5 separate regions of the Mus musculus genome follow, and all the other regions are linked to region 4. A link is a contact called in public Hi-C, HiCAR-type and promoter capture Hi-C data. All regions are on one chromosome and are shown on one strand. The core of a region is the stretch at or near the end of the contact, and the rest is flanking DNA. Distances in the headings are between cores, read along the strand shown. Region 1 holds the start of Usp13 (ubiquitin specific peptidase 13 (isopeptidase T-3)). Region 2 holds the start of Zfp639 (zinc finger protein 639). Region 3 overlaps Pik3ca (phosphatidylinositol-4,5-bisphosphate 3-kinase catalytic subunit alpha). Region 4 holds the start of Prkci (protein kinase C, iota). Region 5 holds the start of Kcnmb3 (potassium large conductance calcium-activated channel, subfamily M, beta member 3).

Evidence for each region. Promoter capture Hi-C pulls out the DNA fragments that hold promoters and counts their contacts. Hi-C and Micro-C count contacts between places; a contact is called where the count stands out from the background. HiCAR-type assays count read pairs that join an accessible place to other places.
Region 1: a promoter capture Hi-C map of hippocampal neurons shows a contact between it and region 4, with 2.7 times the contacts expected there. The contact joins the promoter of Usp13 here to the promoter of Prkci in region 4. A contact is called at or near these places in 1 of 39 promoter capture datasets (hippocampal neurons) and 1 of 115 datasets of contacts at active chromatin or transcription factors (astrocytes).
Region 2: a promoter capture Hi-C map of pre-B cells shows a contact between it and region 4, with 4 times the contacts expected there. The contact joins the promoter of Zfp639 here to the promoter of Prkci in region 4. A contact is called at or near these places in 8 of 39 promoter capture datasets (the 3T3-L1 cell line, 3T3-L1-derived adipocytes, the C10 cell line and 5 more), 3 of 484 Hi-C or Micro-C datasets (B cells, CD4 T cells and cardiomyocytes), 3 of 115 datasets of contacts at active chromatin or transcription factors (astrocytes, embryonic stem cells and stem cell-derived neural progenitor cells) and 3 of 9 other capture datasets (adipose tissue, embryonic stem cells and liver).
Region 3: a HiCAR-type map of astrocytes shows a contact between it and region 4, with 4 times the contacts expected there. The contact joins the enhancer-like site here to the promoter of Prkci in region 4. A contact is called at or near these places in 10 of 39 promoter capture datasets (the 3T3-L1 cell line, 3T3-L1-derived adipocytes, the C10 cell line and 5 more) and 3 of 115 datasets of contacts at active chromatin or transcription factors (astrocytes, epiblast stem cells and pancreatic cancer cells).
Region 5: a Hi-C map of B cells shows a contact between it and region 4, with 11 read pairs. The contact joins the promoter of Kcnmb3 here to the promoter of Prkci in region 4. A contact is called at or near these places in 1 of 39 promoter capture datasets (pre-B cells), 1 of 484 Hi-C or Micro-C datasets (B cells) and 1 of 115 datasets of contacts at active chromatin or transcription factors (astrocytes).

What each region holds. Positions count from the first base shown.
Region 1 is chr3:32,816,219-32,818,918 of GRCm38.p6, reverse strand. Usp13 (ubiquitin specific peptidase 13 (isopeptidase T-3)) reads right to left here and starts at 1,293. Exons shown (of 21, transcript NM_001013024.2): 1 at 1,047-1,293. The coding sequence starts at 1,208.
Region 2 is chr3:32,509,270-32,511,969 of GRCm38.p6, reverse strand. Zfp639 (zinc finger protein 639) reads right to left here and starts at 1,378. Exons shown (of 7, transcript NM_144519.4): 1 at 1,238-1,378.
Region 3 is chr3:32,411,299-32,413,998 of GRCm38.p6, reverse strand. The region is part of intron 1 of Pik3ca (phosphatidylinositol-4,5-bisphosphate 3-kinase catalytic subunit alpha); the gene reads right to left. Among named protein-coding and RNA genes, the nearest start is that of Pik3ca, 16 kb to the right of the region's middle. Within about 2 kb of position 1,333, at least 9 of the 459 cell types and tissues checked have an H3K27ac peak or open chromatin away from gene starts, as enhancers often do.
Region 4 is chr3:30,994,516-30,997,215 of GRCm38.p6, reverse strand. It overlaps Prkci (protein kinase C, iota), which reads right to left and starts at 1,445. Exons shown (of 18, transcript NM_008857.3): 1 at 1,131-1,445. The coding sequence starts at 1,231.
Region 5 is chr3:32,490,593-32,493,292 of GRCm38.p6, reverse strand. It overlaps Kcnmb3 (potassium large conductance calcium-activated channel, subfamily M, beta member 3), which reads left to right and starts at 1,324. Exons shown (of 4, transcript NM_001195074.1): 1 at 1,324-1,385. The coding sequence starts at 1,324.

The DNA.
Region 1 (2,700 bases), core at 44-2,543, 1.8 Mb before region 4:
GGTCGAAGCCCCTAATAACTATATATGTTGTACAACCTCTGTGAAACCTGTCTCTCCCTCCAACCCATGCACCTCACGATGCCCCAAGATCTGCTGGGTGACATATGAGATCCAAAGTGGAAGGATAAAAATAACCTGGTCCTCAAAAAGGCAGATAGCCGCCAGACAGCTGAGTCACTTTGAAGCCCATTTTGACTACTGTAGGGGGCATTTCACCCTGCCTCTGCCTCGCAAGCTTCCACAACCTCACAACCCACCGGGTTGGAAACCTCCCCCAGCCTCCCTGGTGGAAGGCCAGGATGTCTCTTAACTTCCCCTCCTCCTGCGGGGTCACGAATCAGGAGTGAACTTTTAATAATTCACATAGCGCACGTCAGCCCAGTGACTCACTTAGAAGGGAAAGATTTGAGTAAGGCTTTAGGGAGCCATAATAAGCCAGCGGCAGACCCCTTATTTCTGCTGCCCTAATGGGACCACCGGACCTGACAATAGCCAGAAAGGAATGGGATGGGAAATGGAGAGAGAGGCGAGCTCAGAGTCCATCAGCATTGTCCCGCAGTGGGAAACCCTGGGCAAAAAAAAAAAAAAAAAAAAAAAAAAAAGGCTTCTAGGAGAGGGAGAGAAAGGAGAGAGAGAGAGAGAGAGAGAGAGAGAGAGAGAGAGAGAGAGAGAGAGAGAGAGACTGAGCGTGCCGCGGGCTAGGGGACTCTCACCTACCACGTCCCCACCCTCTGTCGCCCGCGAGAACAGCTCAGAACCCTGGACTAACTCTTGCTTGCCTTTCTCGATACTGGGGCTTTGGGCAGAATACTGACGACTGGGGCCCTGGCATCCTAGCCACAGGCTAGCGGAGCGAAGGGCCCAGGGAACCCAGTCTTCGTCCGCAGCAGCCTGGAGGCGCTCACTTGGTGCCAGGGAGCCAAAGCTGGAGGAGAGGCAGCAGGAGGAGGAAAAAGTCCCGGGCCCGCAGCTCATCGGGTCCCCTGCCCTGTGCGCCACCCCGTTTCCCAGGCTGGCTGCGCAACTGCGCCGTGGATCTTCCTTACCGGGGAGTCGTAGGAGAAGGCGCACTCGTTCTTGTAGACGCGGTCCCCCGACCTGGGCACGCGGATCGTGGGCATATGAGGCACCAGCAGCTCGCCCAGGTCCCCTGCAGCCATCTTCCCGCCGCCGCCCGGCACGCTGAACAGGGCGCCCCGGCGCTGCATGACCGCGGAGCGCAGCGGGCCTGGGGAGGAGCGCGGCGCAGCGGGAGAACAGGACCTGGACGCGGCGGTCGCGCGGGCTGAGGATCAGTTTAGGCTCGGGAGGCTCGGCCTCTGCCCCGGCCGGCCGGCGGGCGGGAGCTGCTATTTTTAATCCAATGGCGAGTCGCCGGCCCAGCTGCAGCGTCAGGCGGGGCGCGCGCCAGCCGCAGCGCCGGGGAGGGGGATGCCGCGAGGGCGGGGACGCAGGAGTGGGAACCAGGGAGGCCCCGGGTCCCCACGCACGCCTCCCGACCCGCCATGGCCCCTCGGGGATGTAATCCCCAACTGCCCAGGATCAGGTCCTGGGAAGCCCGCACAAAAAAGCGGTGCACAGCGCGACCTCCCCATAGATCGGAAAGGGGTGGGTGGGACTCAGGAGTCGCCTTCTCTTAGATTCTTACTTCTCACTTTTTTTAAACATGCAAAGCTCTGTAAAAGATACTAGACTCCATCGAGGCCTGGAGAAGGAAGAGGTATGTTTCCCTATATGTTGCAAGGGTAGACTGTAGGAATTCTACCCCCTCCCCCACACAACCAGATAAGGATGTCTATTTTTCTCCATCTTTACAATGCCGTCCTATGACTCAAGGCCCTTCTCGAACATTCGGTAGCCTGATTTGAGGATTCATGTTCTGCCCTTGCTTGTGGATTCTTCAAAATAAAATAATGGGGGGGGGGGCTTAATAATATGCAAATAGAGCGTGTTCGTGACGTATACTCTCATGTCTATCATCTTCTTAAAAAAAAAAAAGTAAATAAATAAATAACCCATGGAATGAGGAGGTGGAAACAGGTACAGGAGCTCAAAATTAGCCTTGGCTTAGCTACATGAGATGCTGTCTTTAAAATAAATAAGTAAATACCCACCCATCCTACATCGGCTATTCCACTGAGGTTCCCTAACTATGTGTATCCTACTACCAGGGCATAGCTCTTCGTGACAGCGAGAAGGTGCAGATCCAAAGCATTCTGTAAGTCTCTCCAGATAAGACTATCCTGAAAGTCGCTGGTGATGTCACTAAATGTCTCTGCCTCACATTGCTTCAGAGCAAAGAATTACACACATTACACTTGGCTTCCTCCCTATCTAGTAGGATCTCTGCCTGTTCACAAACTGGCTACAGAAAGAAAGTTGATTTAAAATGTTGAAAGCTTAATATCCAATCTCGAATTAAACAAAAAGTCAAATCGGTGAGATTTGTTTCTCATCTGGCAGCTGATAAAAGATCTATCAAATTAGTCCAGGCTTGAGAAACACCCTCAAACACATTGTTGGTGGGAACAAAAACTGCACATCTCTGAAAGGGTGTTTACTTTTATTTTTGTCACTTTGAATCCCAAGTTGATGTTGACTCCTGGTGATCCCCCTGCCCCAGTCCAACCCATCACCCCCATTTGGTTCCCCACTGCTGGATTTCAGGCCTGTGCATTCTGGAAGGAAATTTAGTAACAC
Region 2 (2,700 bases), core at 129-2,628, 1.5 Mb before region 4:
GTGCTAATTCTGAATTTATATTTATGTTTGGGGTTAGGCAATTTGTTGTTAAAGGCATACAACACTACTGGCTTGCTCTCCACTTTTTGAGATAACATTGAAGACAGAAAAAAAAATCCCATTTTAAAAAGGCCCAACTGCCCTCTTCCACATCAACAGCAGAGCTCAGTGGCTCACAGCTGACATCCCAGCACTCAGGAGGCTGAGGCAAGATTACACATAAAGTCTCTTGTGTCCTAAAAACAAAACAAACACATCACCCACACAGAGGCATCTTGGCACCTGGAACCTTCACAACACTTAATAGTGCTTCCCATAGACAAACCTTTTCAAAGGTTTCTCATGAAACCTCGGATGTCTTCACACAATGCCTAGACACTTTTTTTGTTTGTTTTTTTCGAGACAGAGTTTCTCTGTGTAGCCCAGCTGTCCTGGAACTCACTCTGTAGATCAGGCTGGCCTTGAACTCAGAAATCCGTCTGCCTCTGCCTCCCAAGTGCTGGGTTTAAAGGTGTGCGCCACCACTGCCCCGCACCAAGACATATTTTTAAAAGGCTGTTTTCGCGCGCATGTGTAGTCCGAGATGGTGTCTGATCTGGAGGCAATCATGAACCTACTCCAACTGGGTGTTCTCTCCAGCACCCAGCACCGAATTTTTTGAGACTGGGTCGTTGCGTTTTGAAGACGTTTATAACACTTTATTTTTTCACCTCCATTAAAACAAACAAACAAAAAATATTTCCAGGGCTCAGAAGGCGCTTACAGCTAAGCCAGACGACCTGGGTGTCTTCCCTGGAACCCGCAAGGTGGGAAGAACAGCCTCTTGGAAAGTTGTCCTCTGACCTCTACACTTGCGCCATGGCACACGTGCGCATGCATACACGCAATAAGCACGTACATTTTCAAACAGAAAGAGAATTTTCCCGTTCTAATTGAAGCCCGGCGTGGTGGCACACGCCTTTCCGGCTAGCCTAGGCTACACAAGTCCCTGTCACAGATTACAGGAATTCGAAGAGCGCTGGTCTGATTGGCCTCTCCTGGGAGCCTCTGTCCGTGAGGACTCAGGGCCGGGTCCCCGCTGGACTCCAGCGTCTCCCGCGGGAGCAGCCTCCTGCAGGCCGGCATAGGCCCCCCCGCCGCCGAGTCCACCCGAGCGGCCGACACGCACCGGGCCGGGCAGGCCCCGCTCGCCCCGCGGCCCTCGCTTGGCACGCAGGCCCCGGAGGCCGGCCCTCACCTCACGTAGCAGCGCAGCTCCGGCGAGACACGCCCGGATGATGGGACGGAGGGGGCTGCCGGGCCACCGCCCGCGCCCTGCCCAGCCGCCCGCGCCCTCCCCGGCCCTGCCCTTCCCTGCCCGCCAGGCCCAGCAGCACTCACCCCGTCACCCCGCGCATGCGCCACAGCGGGCCGCGAGAGTAAAGATGGGGGACGGGGGGCGGGAACCCTAAGGATGAGGGCGTGGCCTGAGCATGGAGGGGGCGTGGCTTCATGCTAAGGGCGGGGCCTAACAGCAGGACAAGGAGAGACTAGCAGTGCTGTCTAGCGTCCCCTACGGGCACATCCGGGCCGTGCCACCTTCCCCCCTGAGGTCAGCGCTGTCCCACTCATCGGTTTCCTGGAAGGCCGCAGTGATCGATCCTCAGGGTCTTCAGGATCATTAGTGTTTCACGCATGGTGGTTGTCCTCAAATCCCAACATCCGGGCTAGATAAGTCCAGGGCCGAGAAAAAACGCGATGTGACTCGAGATGGGTCCTCAGACCACACCCTGGGTTCTTGAAGTCTTGGGAGATTGGAGGTGGAGTTAGAGAAGGGAGAGCTGAAAAAATGGCTCCCCCCAGTTAAGAGAGTTTTATTTCTCTTCTAGAGAAAGCATGCACATGATAGTTCACAAACGCCTTTACTGTAACTCAACAGCAAGGGATGTGAAGCCTCCGCAGGCATACACACCTCCCCATCCCCCCACCTAAATACAAAAATAAATAAATCCTAAAAAGAAGACCTGATGGAGTGAACCGAGGTTATCACAAAGGATTGCATTCTGTCATTTAAATCCTTTTCGTACCTTGACCGTCAATAAGCAAAGGATTAAATTAGATGAGCATAAATAACTGTGAACATTGTTTTTGAATTATCCCTCGGGCTGACAGTAGATTTCGGTGGTTGTCTGTGCTTGGCAGGGTGAGTGCTGAGGTGTGAGCCCTCAGCGTTACAAGCAACAGTCCAGAGTGCGGCTGTGTGTTTTCTTTCTCGCTCCTCCTTCAGTGTTAAGAATGGAGTCCAGGGGCTGGAGAGATGGCTCAGCTGTTAAGAAAACTGGCTCTTCCACTAGGGGATTCAGGTTTTATTCCCAACACCCACAATGAGGTTCACGTCTGAGCTCACGTGTAAATCCAGTTCTAGGTCGCCTGAAGCCTTCTGGCTTCCATGGGCGCCAGGAACACAAGTGGTGCACAGACATACATTCAGGCAAAACACTCATACAGATAAAAATAAAATATATATATTTTAAAACATTTTTAAATATAATCCTAGCTCTCATCCACTGAGCTGCCCCACCCCAACCCCCTAATCTGGGTGAGAGTTAAAGAGGTTTCAGTACAATTTGTGAGTGTTTCTCGGTTTTGTAACTAAAGCCCTTAAGGTTCAACTAATTGTACGTGAATAGCTAAATCGAGTGGGGTAACTTATATCCAAAG
Region 3 (2,700 bases), core at 84-2,583, 1.4 Mb before region 4:
AAACCAAGGGAGAGAGGGGAGGGGGTGGGGAAGAGGTTGACTAAGCAGGTTAGTAAAAATCACAGGACTCAGCAGGTAAAGCACCTGTCACAGAAACTTGATGACCCGTCCAATCCAGGATCCCAGGTAAAGATAGAAGGAGGACTGACTCCACAAAGCCGGCCTCTGACCACTCTACATATGCATCATGGTGCACCCATACACACAACAATAAACATTTCAAAGATTAAGAGAGAGTACGGGTTGGGTGTAGAGGCACACACTAATCTCAGCACTCAGGAGGGAGAGGCAGATCTATGAACTACATGCTGGAGGCCAGCCTGGTCTACATAACACATTCTAGGCCAGCCGCCAAGACTGAGTAGGAAGACCCTCTCTCCAGAGGGAAAAAACCTACCCAAACCAAACCATAAAAGAAACATTAGGAAACTCAAAACTAGGATCAGGATGCTCACATTAATATCCCTTAAATCCAGTGGCTACTAACAGTGGCCAGCTTGTCTCTCAAACACTTTTATGATTTTATTTTTTGTGAGCATGTCAGTGTGATGTGCATGTGTCCATCTGTGTGCATGTATACTTGTAGGTATGTTAAGCAGGCACATGTGGAAGCCAGAGGTTGGTCGGGGTTGTGCGTCTTCCTCAATCTCTCTTCACCTTATTTTAAGACAGGTCTCTGACTTGACCTGGAGGAGTTCACTAGGTGAAACTCAAGGACCTGCCTGGCTCCACCTTCCCAGCTGCAGGAGTACAGGCGCTCACTTGCATGGCTTTTATATGGGTCCCGGGACACCATCTATCCTCATGCTTGCAAGTGTGTTATGGATGGACTGGGTGTGTCCTTCCGCTTAATCCTGGGGAAGGTGAACAGGCATCTGCTTTTTAATGCATCTTTCTAGGCACTGGGGAACTCTGCTGGAAATCTTTTAAGATAAAACAATTTTCCAGTGTTTGGCTTATTTCAAATTATGTGCCCCTAACGTCTATTTTCTTGATTTTGATTCCAGAAATATTGGCAGAAAAAGTTGACAGCTGGGTATAAGGATATTAGAAGATGATTCCAATTATCCAAAATGTTTCTTTTAAAAGAACAGATGCTACTAAATGTTGCACTGCTAGCATTTGGTTTAAACCACAGCTACATGTCCTCTGGGCTCCTAGGCTCTCATTCCACAGCTGGCCTCTGATTTCTGTCAACGCCCTGGGAACAGAGTCTTCAGCCAGGCTACAAAACTAAGCTTCAGATGCCCACTTGAGATGAACACATACGAAGGCCTTGGCTTTAAGTGCCTCAGAATAAGGTCTTGTACATAAATTCGTCAGCTCAGATTAATCAAGTACTTTTGGACGTCCTGTGGTCACTGAGCTTCAGGTAGGCACGCCTGATGGGTGAGGGTGCTCAAGTATTTGCCTCTCTCCCTGACTTTCTTCTGTAAAACCTATCCTGATAGCTTGTGCATGAAATTCTGCCAGTTACCATACTGACAACTCTCAACGCTATGGGAACTTAAACAGGACAGGAAACAAAACCTGGGTGAGACAATCCAGAAACACAGTATAGAGCTATGGGGGCACTGATTATGAGATGAGAAATAAGAGGATTTTTAAGCAATACGCATATCTGGCAATCAGTTCAATCAACTGGATACTGCTACTGAGAAACAGTAATTTAGACAAGTTAGCACATTAGAACAGAAAAAGATCACGTGAGATGTGGAGACCCTGTAAGAACAAAACTAAAGTGTTACCCCAGCTCCTTTCTAGAGTATTCCCCACATATCCTAACATGCACATCAAAGTGGCTTGTGTCTGTCTGCGTGTAAAATCCACCCACGCACATTACAGAACTTCATTCACATCGAGGGCTAATTGAGTACACACAGGCATAAAGCCCTGTGTGCAACAGAAACAAAGCACAGCAGAGAAAAAAAAAAGTACAAACTGACGAAGATACACTGCCTAAATCTTCATACTCTCTAATATCTTTCTTTTTTCTAGCTGTACTCACATAGTACATACAACTGTGTACTTTAAATTTTTTCCTTAAATTACTGGAATTTCTTAATAAATAAATAAATACACATACACACACACACACACACATATATATATATAGAGAGAGACTGTGTGTATGAGTGCGTGCGTGCGTGCATGCATGCATTCAGACAGTGATAAAACTCAAACCCTGACTTTGCACAGTCTACCAGATAAAAGTTTATATAACTACTTATTTCTATAGGATATAGAACATAGTATACTTGTTAAATACTTAAGGTATTACAAATGACAATATACAGGTGCTGCAAGTGAAAATTACTGGGTTAAAACTGTTAATTAAAATAAAAAAATTTTTAAAAAACCTATTGATTTTAAAAGTCTAAAAATCGCCCACTTGTATTCCAACAGCAGAATTAGAGAGGCAGAAAGCTTCTCCCCAGCAAAAGCCTTAGAAACACACTGCTGTTGACTTCAAAGTAAAGACACTGACCACTGCCCCTGATGCTCACTTCCCCCTCCCTCTGGGGTTTAAACAAGTCTCCTGCGTGTGATGTGCGTAAGTAATGAAATGAGCTTTGTCTCCTGGGTCTGTTGTTCATCCACTTTCAGGACAGGGATTTTGTGTTTTTGAAAGGTTTGTATTTTAAACCATTGTCTCTTGAATTTCTGCAAAGTTATTGGTTATAGCTTTAATTTTTTTTT
Region 4 (2,700 bases), core at 196-2,695:
CCATGAACCAAAATGCCTAAAGCAATTATTATGACAACTACCAACTTTTTAAAAATTTCAAAAAAAAAAAAAATTAGTGCGTTTGCGGAGACTATTTTAACCTCATTTTCTCTGTTTTAAGTGAAAAGAACATTGTCTACTGCAAATTCTACGAATTAGTCCCAAATCAGTCAATGTCAGAGGCTGGAAGATAACACACAAATCTAAGGCCTTACATGTACACATTAAGACATGTGCAGCTTCAGTTCTCTTGAAAGGAAAACAAGAAAGAACCGGGAAGGTCTGCTATCTTCACTGATCCCCTCAGGAATGTGAAAGCACGCACAGCTCTTTTAACCTTGTAGCACTTGAAGCTTTTAAAAGCAATTTATTTCTGCCTAGACAAGCAGAGAGGTCTTCTGTTAATCCCTGCTCTCCAGTCTTTATGCTCACGCTGGCCTTTCACCTCAGCAGAGATCCTAAATTATCTCAAACCACACACTGAAGTCAAAGGAGAGGAAGAACTTTATGATAAGTCACGATAGAAAATGATTTGGGCTATGCTCAGAACTGGATTACTTTTGGCAGAGACATTAGTTTAAACGTTTGGTAATCAAGTGGGGTAAAGATCGTTTCTAGAATTTAAAGCCTTGGCTTCTCACCTTTCGATAGCTCACCCTAACTTCCAAAATGTGGGTCAGCACATTTGCACCTTAATTCTGACCACCCAGGATCCAGTGCACATCCTATTAAAAAGTATCGACTTTGGTACTAACTCTAACACCTATAGCGGCTCTCTGACCATAGTCCAGACTTATTTCATGAACTCTCCCACGGCGAAGGATAGATGTAAACCTGATTTATAAGACGGAGGCTTCAGGCCTGTCTGCAATGAAAGGAGCCACCTAACGAAGCAGTCCAGGCTTGCGTGCCCACAGTAGTGAGTGAACAGAGGCTTCCCTCGAAATCTTCAATCCACCCAGTCCCGAAACAGTTGCAAATTTCTCCGTCAGCTGATTTGTCCTCCCCTCCGGTTGCGCCCACTCTCCTCCGCCGACTCCTGGCGACCTACACTCATACGTCCAGGGTGCCACCAACCGCACCTCTCGCCGCCCCCACGATCGCTCGGGTCCCTGACCGCCAACACTCACCCGCGGTAGTAGGCTTTCACCCGGACCTGGTGGGAATGGTCCCCGCCGCCGCCGCACGCGACCGTGTGGGACATGGTGCTGCTGTCCCTCTGGGTCGGCATCTCCTCACTCCCCCGCCTCGCCGCAGGAGGCCGAGGGGGCCGGGGCAGCGCCGGGCGCCGCGAGGGTCTCGGCCTCCCGAGCCTGTCGGGAAGCCGTGGCCGCCCGCCTCGCCGACCAACACGCCTAGCCCGCGGCGCGGAGCGAGCAAGGGGTCGCTTCGCCGCCAAGCCCGAGCCCCAGCGCTCCTCCCTCCGCCCGGCACAACACGCCTCCCGCCGCGGCTCCTCCCACCACGCTCGCTCCCAAGGCCGCATTCCGCGGCAGGGCGGGCTCAGGAGTCGCGGAGCCCCGGCGCTCTCATCCTCACGGGGGGGAGAAGAGGCTAGCAGAGGGAACAGAACCCACCAGCCTACTAACAGACGCTCTGAAATGGGAATATACTTGGATATTAATATAAGTAATTGTAAACCACGCCTTTAAATGGAAGGATTTCTACAAAACAACCTACAGAGCACCCACGCTCAAGGTTGCTTCCCCTATTTCTTCTATTTAGTCTCGTCCCAGCTAGCCCGCCACGCTTCCGGAATGTATTTGCTGCGCGGGATTCTGGGATTTGGAGTCCCGGTGGGATTCTGGGACTTGTTCCTTAAGTGTAGAGTGCCGCGTTTTCGATCTTGTGCTTCCCGGGAGTTGTAGGCATGGAAGTCCTGAAAACCGCTTGAGTATCTGAGGGCACTGGAAAGATGGCTTCGTCAAGATGTAGAATCTCCTTCCAATTAAATTCTCCATGTCAATTTCATTGATCATTGAAATTAAACAGTTCCCTTTTGGGGGAACAAGATTTGATTACCTGCTCAGCAAATCCTTTTCGGGGAGAATTTAATAATGTAGGTAGCAAAAGCATTAGTGAATGCAACGAAAGAAGAAACTCAATTGGGAGATACCACAGGAGAGAGACTTCTTCAAGGCCCTCAACCCGTGAATATTGCCATTCTATAGAAGAAAGTGCCCAGTGAATACTTAACTAGTGTGTCAGTTCATTAGCATTTATTTTACTTACACTAGTCTGGTCGAGAATTAGAAAAAAAAATCTGTCCGTGTAACTTACTTTCGGACTTCCTCAGATCTTGCCTGTATCACTTACTCTACCCTTAAGGTAGCTTGAATCTAGCCACCAGGTCAGCTCAGATAGCAACATGTGCAAATTGTTGAAATAAGCAAAGATATGGCTTTCTTTTTGTTATTGTTTGTTTGTTTTTGGTTGGTAAGAGGTTTTCTCTCTGTAGCTGTCCTTGAACTCATTCTGTCAGGCTAGACTCAAACTCAGAGATTCGCCTGCTAGTGCCTCCTGGGTCCTATTAAGGGCATGTGTCACCACTACCCAGCAGCTTTCTTTATAATCATACATTAGATTTGGTTGCTTGCTTTATCAGAGCTACTATGTGTGACACTTAGCTTGGTACTAGCTTCATCCAACGTCCACAAATTTGGAGTATATGAAAATTTCCACTAAATAACTTTTTTTTTT
Region 5 (2,700 bases), core at 75-2,574, 1.5 Mb before region 4:
CACTGGGTCAGCTGGTCTCCTGTAGCCTGTCTGGACGCAGCAGGCAAAACTAGGAAAGGGCAAACCGAAAGGTTCACACGTAGCCCCTCACTTCTGTCCTATTCTCCAACTGCCACACTCCCTATAGAAAGTCCGTAGGTTCCTCCCGTCCTTGCGAGCACCTCTTCCCCACAGGAGAGGGTTCACCCTTCGATGTTTTGAAAGAAGTAGTATCCATTTTCTGTTGAGGTCAGTCTGGACATTTGCTGCCTCCTGTGTCTTTAATCTGCTTCAGAAATCTAACAAATATACTGTGATAAATCAACATGACCCAAAACAACCTGGGGAGAAAGGGCTTATTTGTACTGTATACACTTGGACACCACAGTTCATCACCGAGGGAAGCCAGGGCAGGAACTCAAACAGGACAGGGACCTGGACACAGGAAGGGGCCTTGGCGGAGTGTGGCTTACTTGTTCGCCTCCATGGCTTAGCCGACCTGCTTTTTTTTTTAGCACCTAGTGCTACCTCCCTGAGCTCTGACCCTCTTGCCTTTGCCTTCTGAGTGGAAACTATTGTGCCAGCTGTAAATCTAATTTTAAAAATTAAACGAATTAATATTATGATTGCCAGGTGTGTGTGTGCATGACCTGTTTGTGCGCTTGTGTGGAATTCGAAGGACAGTTTGGTAGACTTGGCTCTTTCACCTTCCACCTTCACTGGTGTCTGGGCATGGAGCTCAGGTCACCAGGCTTGGCCAGATGACCTTTTACCCACTGAGTCACCTCACAGGTTTGTAAAGCTATTCTTTTATTCAGAACAATTTTATTCAGAAAAGGCTACTATATTAAGCCTGTACCCAAACATAATATTTTGAAAAAAGAAGGGAATGTGTCTGGGACAGAACATTTCCTCTTCTTACACGTTGTGTATTGGGTATGTCTGTCCCCAATTACAGAGTCCCTGGGGCCTCAGAACTTTCCACAGTCCTATTGGTCTCTATGACAATGCACCTGGTGAATTCAGAGGAAACACAGGTGTCAGGTGGAACAGGCGCCAGGCAATGCTGGGGGAGTGTTGTTGGCTACAGAACCACCTAGGTACTCCATGAGCAACTATACCTGAACGTTGCTTTGCAGCCAGGCTGCCTGAGTTCCCACCTCTCTAGGAAACTTCTAGAGGACCCCGCCAGCTCTGGATGCAGCAGGGGTCCTGGTGTCTGTGGCTAGGCAGGGAATTGGCAACTCCCTCTGGGACTCCACTTCCGATGATGCTTAAGCCTCCTGCGCTCTAAAAGGGCACAACTCAGGCGGGGAGCATCCGATCCAGACATCTCCTGGCCTCATGCAGCCCTTCAGCATCCCTGTCCAAATCACGCTACAGGGTGGCCGGAGGCGCCAAGGGAGGTAAGTTCCCCACCTGAATCTCCCATCAGTGTGCCTCCTGCTAATCAAGGCCAGTGTGGCTACAATGCGGCATGCTGAAAGCTGAGTTTGGTAGGTGCTTTGAGGAGGCCAGCTTGCAATGCCTCCCAGGTACCCCTACCACCCACCTCTACCCCACCCCCACCTTTGGTTGCTGTTTTGAGACAGGCTGTCATGTAGCCCAGGCTGGCCTCAAGTTCTCTATATTGTTAAGAATGATCCTCCTGCCTCCTGATCTCCAGTGCTGGGATTCCAGGTGTGGACCACTCTCTACCTGGGTACACAGGTGACACAGGTGGTGTGGGCTATGGATCCCAGCACTGAAAGCAGTGCTCAGCAATATATCTCTTGTACGAAAGAACAAAGAAATGACACCAGCCTTTGGTCTTGTTGGTGAAGCCTTAATGGTCCAGACCAAGATTCAGGTTCCAGCTCCCCACCGAGGCAGCTGCATGACTCTGGGTCTTTGCCCCTCATCTTATCTTGAAATAGAGATACTTGTCTTTGTGTGCTCTAGCACGGTGGTGCCTTCCTGGAACTCTCTAAACTAGACAGGCCTGCATATATTATGTACATTCTAGCTTTATTATTATTATTATTATTATTATTATTATTATTATTATTAAGACAGCATCTCACATAGCCTGGGCTGACTGCAAACATGCTCTGTACCTGATGCTGACTTTGAACTGCTCTTTCTGCCTCCACCTCTCAAGTGTAGAGATTACTGGTATTAACCACCCAACTATACTGAGTAAGTGGGAAGTGAAAAAGATTATTTTAGGACCCTTCTCCCCAAGGGTATGCAAAGCAGAAGAATTTTGAAGTTCAGAGGAGTGGGGCCTTGAACTCCTGTGTGAGAGTTGGGGCAGCAGGACAGTCAGAAATGGGCAGAGGAGAGCCATACCAGGCTTTTGAAATATGATATTAGAAATGTTCTGGTACATTCTTGGGAAGAGGACACCTTGAAGCCAAGCTCTCCCACTATAGAAAACTTGGGTGGCTCTTAGCAATATAAGCAGAACTGGGAGCTGGGTACTCATTAACCTCCAGCTTTAACTACTCTACTGGGTATTTGGTTTAGGGCATGAAGGAGAGGCATTGGATGGGTTGGGCGTGGGTTCCAGGCTGGTAGAAGGGTCAGACCACAAAGTAGAGAGGCTCGCCCAGCTATGAGCTAATGCCTTTATGAGCAGGCAATTACAGCAAGTCGCTTCGTGGCAGGAGACAGAATAGCAACCAAGCCAGCGAGTGAACGTGAAGATGCTCCTCATGACACAAGCAAGGTGGAAGACAG